3 separate regions of the Mus musculus genome follow, and regions 2 and 3 are each linked to region 1. Evidence: chromatin contacts called from public Hi-C and HiChIP or PLAC-seq data. All regions are on one chromosome and are shown on one strand. Each heading gives the region's core, a stretch centred on a gene start, on an enhancer-like site or on the middle of the called end of the contact. The rest is flanking DNA. Distances are from core to core; before and after follow the strand shown.

Region 1 (3,421 bases), core at 324-2,823:
ATATACTGAGATTTCCCCCTCCCCACTGTATTTATCTACCTGACATTCTCCCCCCCCCCCCCCCCCCGACCACCAAGCTCAGGCTGTCCTGGAAACTCACTGATTCCAGATAATCCTGTCTCTACCTCCTCAGTGCTTCGAGGTCAGGTGTGCCCCACCACACCTGATTCATTTCTCACTCTTTATGGCAACCCCTTCCACACACATCTGTGAAACGAACACACACAGCTCACCTGGTGACCCAAGAAGCCTCTAAGACAATTTGAGAGGGAAGGCTGGGACATGAAAAGATAGGACTATCGTGGGCTAAGAAAATTTAAATGTCAAAGGTGTGCCAACAGTAGCAAGTGTGCCGGGACTCAAGAAACCCTGCAGCTCAGGCGGCAGGCCAGGAGGCACAGACAGGGAGGGGACCCTGATTAACTTGGATGACTGGCTGCCAGTGCCCAAACTCCCTTGGCAGCAGGACCAGCCAACGGAGAGGTGGTGGCTGAGCTTTTTGGAAGAAACGCTAAAGATGACTTTCCACGGGTTGTTCCTGATTGGAGCAAGAAATGTCTCCACATCTTTGATGCTGACAGTGTAGGCTGCTGAGATTCATGGTCCTCATAGGGAGATAAGACCCTGGAAGCTCGGATAAAAGGGAGATACCAGAAAAGCTAGTGCCAACCAGGTGGGTTGTTCTCTCTCCGGCTCACCCTATCAGGAGCAGGAAGGGGTTATGAGAGCCCTCTGGGGGCTGGGGGCGGGGGTAGGTGACTATTACTTTGATCTTTTTCTTGATAAGACTACCCTTGGTAGCAAGATGTATCCTGTTAGCAGCTGGACACTTGAACGGCAGTCAGATGGTCCCCCAGAAAGCTAAGTGGTGACTCTAAGCTAATTGTTGCCCTTCAAGTGTGAGTCAAGGGAGACCAGGATTCTCTCTGGGTGTAGACTTGGGAAGTCAGCCCCAGGTTAGGCTGCAAACAATCTGTGAAGTTTCCACCCCACACCTTGTGTCAAGGTAGGTACCCATTCTTTCTTATGGAATCTATACTATGACCTTGGTAGAAGTGGGGACGGGCCACATGTTCTGGGGCTCTAGGGACGCGGGATGAGAGGTGGGTGTGTGTGCTTATGCCCTTCGTAGACATAGCGAAGGGATGGCTCACAGCATTTTGCTCTCACCCTGGTTTTGACTACCAGCCTTTCCGTCGACACCTCCTCCTCCCCCATGGCATTTGGGGACTCAGGTGTAACCGTGGGCATCGGGCATCCGGGAAGAAGGAGTTAAGGTAGGGGTGGGCGTGCTTGGGTTGGGGCTGAGGTGTTTAATAGAGAGAAGCAAGCAATTGGCGAATGTGAACGTGGGCAGCTTCTCTGGGGAGGAGAGGAAAGAGGGCCGGCTGCTAAGCTGCAGCTCGCCCCCCGCGTGTGTCTGCCTGTGTGTGCAGCGTGCATGTGTGTGAGAGAGCGAGTGAGCGAGCGAGCGAGTGAGTGAGTGTGAGTGCGCGCGCACCGAGGCGTTCCTCAGGTTGCGCTGCCTGGAAACGGAGGGAGCCATTGGAGAGGCTTTGGGGGTGGGGGTGGGGGTGGGAGGTCCCCAATCCTGGGAGAAAAGAGAAGAGAGACTGGGGTGGCCAAGCCAGTCCAGCAACCAGGCTCCAGCCTCGGTGGGGGGAAGAAGCCAAGAGTGGTAGGGGGATCTCCTTGCTAGAGACCGCTAGGCTTCTTCATCTGGAGGAACCGGGGAGGCACTGGGGAGGAGGCCGGAGCTGCATGGAGTTTCTGGGGCGCGCAACTCCGGCGGGGCCTCGGCCACTGGGCTCCCGGGCGCAGCGAGGAGGCAGCCGCGCACATGGGCTAAGCCCGCGCGGCCAGCGGGCGCGGGAGGGGTAGAGGCGAGAGCGGTGCAGGGGGTGCGGGGCGCACGTTCCCCCAGACGGGAGGCGAGGACAAGGACAGGGGAGAAAGGAGCAGCCTAGATCATCGCGGGCTCTGCAAAGCCCAGCTGTGAGACTCAAGGGAAAGGCAAGACTCGCGCCGCGCCGGGCTCCCGGGTGCCGCTGGGTTGGGCAAAGCGGCCTCTCAACCAGAGTGGGGGCACGCCGTGGGAGCCGGCTACGGAGAGGAAGGATGCCCGCGCGGGGACGCGTGTGAGCGCCAGCTTGAGCGCTCTGTTTCGCGTCGCCCCCTCCCTGCGGGCCTCGGAGGAGGTGCCTGGGCTGCCGGGCAGCGGAGCTCCGGCTCCAGGAGAGGTGAGTGATGCTCTCTCCCAGTCTTTATCCTGCATCCTCCCTGCATCGTTGCCTCCCTCGCTGCTTCAATGGTCCCTTCCCCGGATGCCCCTATCCTAGCGAGTCTCGGAGTGGGCGGGTGTGCTGCCCACAAGCGCCTCCCGGACCTGTTGGCCCCGCTCTTAGCACCCCATCTCTCGGGGCCGGGGTGTCACCCGAGCCATCCTGATCTCTCTTCATGCTTAGGGTGGGTGAGGAACGCTGGAATTGCAGAAGGGCCTGGGTACACTCGTGGGAATCCCGGGACTGTGCCCAGCTCGTGGAGTCTTGGGTGCTAGTGGCCATCGGGCTGCGCGCCCCCGGGGACACCCAGGTTGTGGGAAAAGGGAGCTTTGGGTGTCGGGGATCCGATCCGCATCGCAGCCTAAGTGGGAGTCCTTGGTGGCATTCTGGTCTCCGGGAAGCTGGAGTCATGGCGATCTATCTAGGGAGGTGGGAGGTATGGATCACTCCATCTCCATCTTCCCACCCCGATGCTCGCTTCCTTGGGGGAGGATCGGTGGTCTTGGAGCACATGGGGTGACCCTAGAGGCCTCAGGCAGTCCCACCGGGACCTCTGGGTGGCAAGCTTTGGAACTAATCCAGATCGAGGGCAGAGGTAGACACTCCGCCTCTCTAGCGCAAGCCAGGTTTGCCTGGGTGCCCAGCTTCCCCAGACCAGCGCTTCAGGGAGTGAACTTCCTCAGACTTGGTCTGAGGGCGCCTGGGCAGCAGCAGGTAGTTCTAGTCTTGCCTCAGGGAGAACCCGAGGATACTTTGATCCACAAGCAGATGGTGCTAAGCCAGGACTGAGCGCTGCGGTTTGATTCCACAGTGCAGGACACGTGCATCTTCGGCCCCCATCCCAGTGTTTCTTCTCCAAGCTGTTCCTTTGCCCGAGGAGTTTGTGAGAGATCCCATTTGCGCCTCATTCCTTACCTCCAGGGGTAGCTGTGCCTGCATGCAGTTCCTTAGGTGCCAAGACTGGGGCGCCATCCCTAGGCCCCAGACTATTCTTTTTTATTGTTTTTACATAAAAAGGAGACATTCCTGGGTCCACAATATAGCAGCCAAGAGTCGGTAGCGTGTGACTGTGAAGTCTGATAAATTGTGTTCTTAACTACGTTCTGCAGTGGCACAGTGCAGTCTGAACTGCAGAGTTA
Region 2 (3,421 bases), core at 281-2,780, 170 kb after region 1:
ACTAGGTACTTTTGTTGCTGTTGTGACAAAATATTAGATAAAAGGCTACTTAAGGAAAGCAAGGTTTATTTTTGATCACATTTTGATGGTAGAGTCTGTCATAGTGGGAAAGGCATGGTGGCAGGAACGTCAGGCAGCTGGTCATGTTGCGTCCACAGTCAGGAAGCAGAAAGAGATGGATGTTGGTGCTCAGCTCACATTTTCTTTCTTATTTGGTCCAGGAACCCAGTCTATGGGATGGTACCACCCACAGTGTACAGTTAGTCCTTCAATTCAATTGATCTAAACACACTCTGAAGACAAGGCCAGGGATATATTTCCTAGGTGGTTTTAGATCAAGTTGACCATATTAACCACCACAGAAGGGAGCTACCCTGCTTGGTGCTATTAGAAGCCTTAGAAAGTGTTCATAATTAAATGAGAATGGTGTAATACCTTGGGAAAAAGTAGTCCAGAAAAGTAGGTCCAATGGGCAACTGTCTATCCATAGTAACAGCCATGAGCCCTATCATTCATTATATCACATGTTCTTCTGTTTTATGGTCTATTCTGTAACGAAGTCTAAAATGCCACTACCAGGGCTGGAAAGCGATTAGCTTAGTCCTAGTTAGCTTTAACTATCAACTTGACACAGTTTAGAGTCATTTGGTTAGGATGTCTCAACAGATGAATTGCCTAGATCAGATTGGCCTGTGGTCACATCTGTGGGATCCTGTCTTGATTGTTAATTGATGTGAGTGTTTGGCCCACAGTGGATGCTATCATTCCCTAGGTGGTGGTCCTGGGCTGTGTACAAAAACAAGCAAGCAAGCAAGCAAGCAAGCAAGCAAGCAAGCAAGCAAGCAAGCAAACAAAACAAAACAAAACCAGACAAGCATGAGCCTGAAAGTGAGTCAGGCGAGCCAGCAGGCAACATTCCTTCATGGCTTCTGCTTCAAGTTCCTGTTTCAGTTCCTGCTCTGACTTCCCTTAGTGGTGGACTGTGATGCACCATTGTAGACTAATTAACCCTTTCCTCCCTTAAATACTTTTGAGCTGCGTGTTTTATCATAGTAACAAAGAAAACTAGAACACCTACTTTTCAGATGGGGAAAGTGACGCTAGGATGTGGACTAGGTGTCTTAAAGACACTTCAGAACACCATGCCTGTGCATCCTGCCATCTCCAGAGTCTGAAGTCAGGCTGCATGTGGCTCTGACGTTCTACAGTGCTCTCGGCCATGAGCAAGTATTTCCATGATACCTGAGACCAGAGAGGAGAACTCGAGGAACTGGGGTATTTTGTGCTGATGGGAAAAGACTAAAAATGTAGACAAAGAATTTGGGTTTGACTAAAACTTGTTTTTATTCTATCCACGGAAGAAGAGGCTGGAGATGGGGCAGATTAATAAGGTATGTAGGAGAACACAGGCTTCCTATTCTTTCAAAGTCTTTAATGATGTTCATAGATCCACAGAAGGGAGGGCCGGTAGGAGCTGAGGGAGCCTCATAACCAACCCAGCTCATTTTACACAGGAGCAAATTGAGACCTCTGGTTTTGGCTGCTGACATAATTAGCTACTAAGCCTGGCCAGGAGCCTGGAGTCCTTGCTCACAGGCTGGCCTTTCTCTCTTTTGGACCCACATGTGTTTCCAGAAAGCATCCCGCATGATAAGCTAGTATTAATAACTGGTAAAAAAATTACTGATAACACATGATTCTTATTTTTTAAGGTTTATCTTTAATTAATGTATATGCATGTGTGTCTATGATTCAGTATATATACTTGAGTACAGGAGACCTCGGGATCCAGGGAAAGATGTTAGATGCCCTGGAGCTAGAGTATAGATGCTGGAAGTTGAATGTGGGCTCTCTGCAAGAGCAGCAAGCATTCTTTAACTGTAGAACTATCTTTTCAGCTCCATAATTATTTTTTATTTTTCATTTAGTCTTAATTAGTTTTATTTAATGTGTATGGTCTTTTGCTTGCATGTGTATCTGTGCATCCCTTTTTGCTTGTGCTCATGGAGGCCAAAAGAAAGTATCAGATCTCTTGGAACTGGAATTACACAGTTGTGAGCTGTCATGTGGATACTGGGACTGGAACCCAGGTTCTCTACAGGAACAACTAGTGTTCTTAACCACTGAGCCTTTTCTCCCAGCTTTTTTAGTCCTATGGTTTTTAATGTATTAAGAGTGATGCATTTGCAGTAATTAGTCTGCTAGCTCTCTGTCTAGTGCTCCCTAAAGTATAAATGAGCAACTCATGGAGTTGGTGTGTGTGTGTGTGTGCACCATGCATGCTGGTGTGCATGCCTACACATAGAGGACAGAGAACTTTGGAAGGTGTCCTGCTCTATCACTCTTACCTCATTCTCTTAAGACAGGATCTCTCCCTGAACTTGCAGCTAGACTGGTGGCCAGCAAGCCTCAGCTGTTCTCCTTTCCCCCAGCCCCCATACAGTGCTGAGACATGCTGGATGTCACGTGAAAGGGGTGAATAGCTTACTGAAGAGTTAGCCGATTGAGAGACAGGCATCACTGTGGCCAGCAAAGACATTGTTCAGGAATCAAAGTAGGCTACTCGGTTTTAACCTAACATTATACAACTTCTACACCATGGGATCGTTTGGGAAGGGTCTCAGTGAGGCGTTATCTCGATTAAGTTGGCTGGTGGGCATGTCTGTGGGGGATTGTCTTGATTGTTAATTGATGGGCGAAGATACAGCCTGTTTCGAAGGACACCAAATCCCGGGCTGAACCCTGAGCTGTATAAGTCTGAGGAAAGCCAGCTGAGCATAGCTAGTAAGCAGGCAACATGGGTGCATTTGTTTCTCTCTGCTCTTGACAATGGATGAGTTCAGCTGCTGGACCGCAGTGATGGTCTTTGACCTGGAGCAATGACTCTGAGTGAGGGTCAGGGTGTTTTATGACAGTAGCAGAAATGAAATAAGAGGGGGCCACAAAGGCTCCATATGACTTTAGCAAGGAAAGGAAGCTGTCTGAAGAAGAAGAAGCTCGGGATGGAAGAGTACAATCAACCTGAAAACAGTCCTTAGGAGTGCCGAGTCCTAATCCCTTGGAATTCCAAACGCGTCCCTGGAAAGGATGCCTTGGTGTGGTTGAGTTAAGAGTCTTAAAATAGAGATTGTCTTGGATGGATGATCTGGGTGGTCCCCAAATCCAATACTAGCATTCATATGGGAGGGGGTGGCTTTGTGGAAATATGAACTGTTGCAGCCACTGCAGAAATCTGTATGGAAGGTCCTCTGCAGATGAGAGACAATGGCTGGGGAGATGGCTCAGTGGTTAAGAACAAATACTGTTCCTCCAGAGAACCTAACTTCAGTTCCCAGTGCCCACAATTAGGCAACCCACAGCTGTCTGTAGTTCCAGTTTCAAAAGATCTGATGTCCCCTTTGGCCTCCAATGGCACCTGGAT
Region 3 (3,421 bases), core at 416-2,915, 150 kb before region 1:
AAGTTCAGTTTCCAGAACCCATTTAAGAGATCTGGGCATGGTGGCATACACATGCTGGGAAGACAGCGGCAGATGGATCCCCGGGGCTCCCTGCCAGCCAGCTTTGCCTTCTTGGTGGTCTACAGGCTGACAAGAGGATTCAACAAGATGGATGGTGCCTGAGGAAGAAAGAGGTTTTCCTCTGGTGTCTACACTGGCCATGCACATTCACCAATACAAACATACACACACCTAGCACTGTGAAGTCTCCATCAGACATATGTCTTGCTGTCACTCAGCTGCGGACCTGTATCATTATGAGAATAAAAGAACGTCTCATATTTGATTTAGCCCCGGCTTCAGATGTGGAGACCCTTGAGCCAGGCATGGTGAGGCTCACCTACAGTCCTGGTACTCAGGAGACTGAGGCAGGGTAGGTTCTAGCATATACTAGGCTACATAGTTTGAAGCCATCTTAGATTTCACAGGGAGACCTCGCCTCAAGCAACAAAAAAGAAATAAGGATGTTATATGTGGATTAGTGCATCATTCATCATGTTTGTGTCATGGTTTACTCAATGTCAGGCTAAACCCCCAGCTCTGCATCTTTGGCATCTGTCTGTGAGGTAAAGTTTGCTCCTTAGTCTGTCTGATGGCTGTTGTGCTGATGAATCAGAGGGAGGAAGCTGCCCAGGATGAGGGAAACGGCCCTGAAGTTGCTTAGTAACAGTGAAACCAGGAAAACTCGAAAGGGTTAAGAGCTTGTGAATTGGATTGTATGCGTGTGCTGGTGCATGTGTGTCTCTCTGTGTGTCGATTCCTGAAGCTGTCTCTCTAGAACCCACATTTGAGCGTTGCACATTCGTTTAGCTGTCTGACGGACAGTTCAGCTTCTTGTCTGACTTTGAATCCCCTCTGTACTTTTCCTGCTGCATCCTCCCCGCAGGGGTTCCTGTTGGTTGTTCTGTTGGGTTCGTTGCTTGTTTTGTCTCTGCTGTTTAGAGCTCTATTGCTCAGGCCACACACTCAAGGCTTCTCTGGGACACCTTATTCTCCCATGCACATATCCAGTCAGCAAAACACCATGCCAGTGATTCCTTCCAGATGGCCTCAGCTGGAGCCCACTTCACACCAGCTGCGTCCCCAGTCCCCTCCATGGTCACCGTCTTACTCTGTGTCACCAGCAAGCCTTCATTTTTGCTTATTTGTTTATTTTTATCTGTGCGTGCATGCAGGGGTAAGGAGATGGGGTTGTTTCAAAGTCTTAGGTAGCCCAAGCTGGCCCCCCACTCAGCATGTAGCTGAGGATAACCTTAGACTTGTGTTTCCTCTGCTTCCTCCTCCTGAATGCTGGGGTTACAGAAATGCACCCCTCTGCCTTCGAGGCAAGCACTTGGCCAACGGAGCCACATCCCCAGCCCCTAATTTAATTCTTGCTCACGGTCTCCTTTTCTGCTTATCATGTTAAACATTAGGGGAGGAAAAGGCTGGGGCCTGCCTATGGATGCCAGACTAACTCCATAGTAGAGTCAGAAGTTGAGTCCAGTGCCTCTGCCCCTAACCCCCAGGTCTAGCCAACGTACCCTTGTCCCATATTCAGAGTTGGAGGCTGATTTTGCAGTTCAGGGTAAACCCACCCCTCTTCTGCTGCTCTTGGGGAATTTAAAGCTAACCAGGACTGTTAGGCAGAGCGCTAGGTTGTCTTGGCAACACAGACTGAGTTTAAGGATCAAGCTTTATTTAAAACTTGGATTTGAGTTAAATCTTAGATTTCGATAACGCAAGGAAAACTCACTGAGAAATACTGATGGGAAATGCACATGCTAAGTGTCAGGCACACAAAAGATGGCATCTGTCGTTTTTGGAATTTTAATCTGCTTCCTGGTCTTCAGATGGGGGTGGGGGCGGTTTACTTGCATATTTATATTTCCAAGTATGTTTTAAGTTCTTTGTTTTTGTTGGGGCGATAGTGACATTACTCTGTGTGTGTGTGTGTGTGTGTGTGTGTGTGTGTGTGTGTGTGTGTGTGTGTGTGTGTGTTTGGTTGTTGGAAGGAGCCTGAAAGTCTTTCAGGAGCCGGGTGGGGTCGGTTATGTGGGTCTCCCAATATCATTCCCCCTGGCCAGTAGCACCTGCCCACTGATGCCCAGCAGCTCGCTCCCACTGCCTGTCCACAGCTTGGTTGTCTTTCCTCAGGTCCTGCCCATCCTGGGTTGGTTGGTTGGTTGGTTTTTTTTGTTGGTTTTGAGACAGGGTCTATCAGTCCCTGGAACTTCCCAAGTAGGCTGCCCAACACCGAACTCTAGGCACTTGACTGTCTCTGCCTCCCTAAGGTACCTGAGGAGCCACTACCCACAATTTGTCGTTTTTGCGACAGGGTCTCACTATGTAGCCCTGGCTGCTCTGGAATGTGCTATGTTGACCAGACTGGCCTTGAACTCACAGAGATCTACCTGCCCCTGCCTTCTGAGTACTGGGATTAAAGGCTTGGTCCAGTTTACCTGGCTTTTTTTTTTTTAACAAGGATCCCGAGAATCAAACTCAGGTCCTCATGCTCGTTAGCGAGTGTTTTATTGTCTGAGCCACTTTTCCATCTAATATGCAGCTGATTGTGATGTTCAGTAAGCCAGGACCAAGGTATTATTATAATAGCTAGTTCGTAGTGAAAGGGTCTCAGAGGAAAACAATTAGTTATTTTTGAGACTGGGTCTTTACTAAGTAGACCAGGCTGGCTTTGAACTCACAGAGGTCGAACTGCTGTCGCCTCCTGAGTGTCGTGGAAGTCTTTATTTATTTTTTTTTTTTAATTTAATCCTAACAAAAATTCTTTGAGGTAGATACTATATTCACAGTCTGGGGGTAGGGGTGTGCACGAGCGTGCATGGGCTCTCAAGGAAAGTTCAAAGCAGGATACTGGGTGTCTTGCTCTATAACTGCCCCTCCCTCATTCTTTTAGACAGGGTCTCTCACAGTCCCCATCAATCATCCTGTGTCTACTCCCTTTGAACCCAGGTCCTTAATTAGTTGTGAAAGCAAGAGCTTTCACCCACTAGACTATCCCTTCAGCCCCACATTCAAGTTCCAGGGCTAAAGAGATGCCCGAGTGGTTCAGAGCGCTTGCTGCTCTTGGAGAGGAAGTGGGATCTGTCCCCAGCACCCACAGGGCAGCAGCTCACTAGCCATTAGCTTCAGTTCCAGGTGAGTGGATGCCCTCTCCTGGTCTCCTGGGGCACTGCACGAATGTGGTGCATGCAGACACCCACAAAATGAAAACATTTTTTTAAAAAGAAGAGAATTGGGTTTTAAGGTGGGTGTGGTGGTCCACTCCAGTAATCTCAGCAATGGCGTGTGTGTGTGTGTGTGTGTGTGTGTGTGTGTGTGTGTGTGTGTGCGCTGAAACAGGAGGATTACTAAGAGTTTCGAGCCTGTTTGAGCCACAGGT

The links. Hi-C and Micro-C count contacts between places; a contact is called where the count stands out from the background. HiChIP or PLAC-seq counts read pairs in DNA pulled down with a chosen protein or histone mark.
Region 2: an H3K27ac HiChIP or PLAC-seq map of VIP interneurons shows a contact between it and region 1, with 2.5 times the contacts expected there. The contact joins the enhancer-like site here to the promoter of Caln1 in region 1. A contact is called at or near these places in 3 of 484 Hi-C or Micro-C datasets (cerebellar granule neurons, cerebellum and nephron progenitors), 5 of 115 datasets of contacts at active chromatin or transcription factors (VIP interneurons, embryonic forebrain, embryonic stem cells and 2 more) and 1 of 9 other capture datasets (embryonic stem cells).
Region 3: a contact with region 1 is called in a Hi-C map of cortical neurons, with 2.8 times the contacts expected there. The contact joins the enhancer-like site here to the promoter of Caln1 in region 1. A contact is called at or near these places in 3 of 484 Hi-C or Micro-C datasets (cortical neurons and ventral hippocampal neurons) and 2 of 115 datasets of contacts at active chromatin or transcription factors (embryonic forebrain and forebrain).

What each region holds. Positions count from the first base shown.
Region 1 is chr5:130,447,219-130,450,639 of GRCm38.p6, forward strand. It overlaps Caln1 (calneuron 1), which reads left to right and starts at 1,574. Exons shown (of 6, transcript NM_021371.2): 1 at 1,574-2,240.
Region 2 is chr5:130,612,886-130,616,306 of GRCm38.p6, forward strand. All of the region lies in intron 2 of Caln1 (calneuron 1), which reads left to right. Among named protein-coding and RNA genes, the nearest start is that of Caln1, 170 kb to the left of the region's middle. Within about 2 kb of position 1,531, at least 9 of the 459 cell types and tissues checked have an H3K27ac peak or open chromatin away from gene starts, as enhancers often do. A contact at or near this core is called in VIP interneurons, where this site is marked.
Region 3 is chr5:130,293,081-130,296,501 of GRCm38.p6, forward strand. The region is part of intron 11 of Tyw1 (tRNA-yW synthesizing protein 1 homolog (S. cerevisiae)); the gene reads left to right. Among named protein-coding and RNA genes, the nearest start is that of Tyw1, 38 kb to the left of the region's middle. Within about 2 kb of position 1,666, at least 9 of the 459 cell types and tissues checked have an H3K27ac peak or open chromatin away from gene starts, as enhancers often do. A contact at or near this core is called in cortical neurons and forebrain, where this site is marked.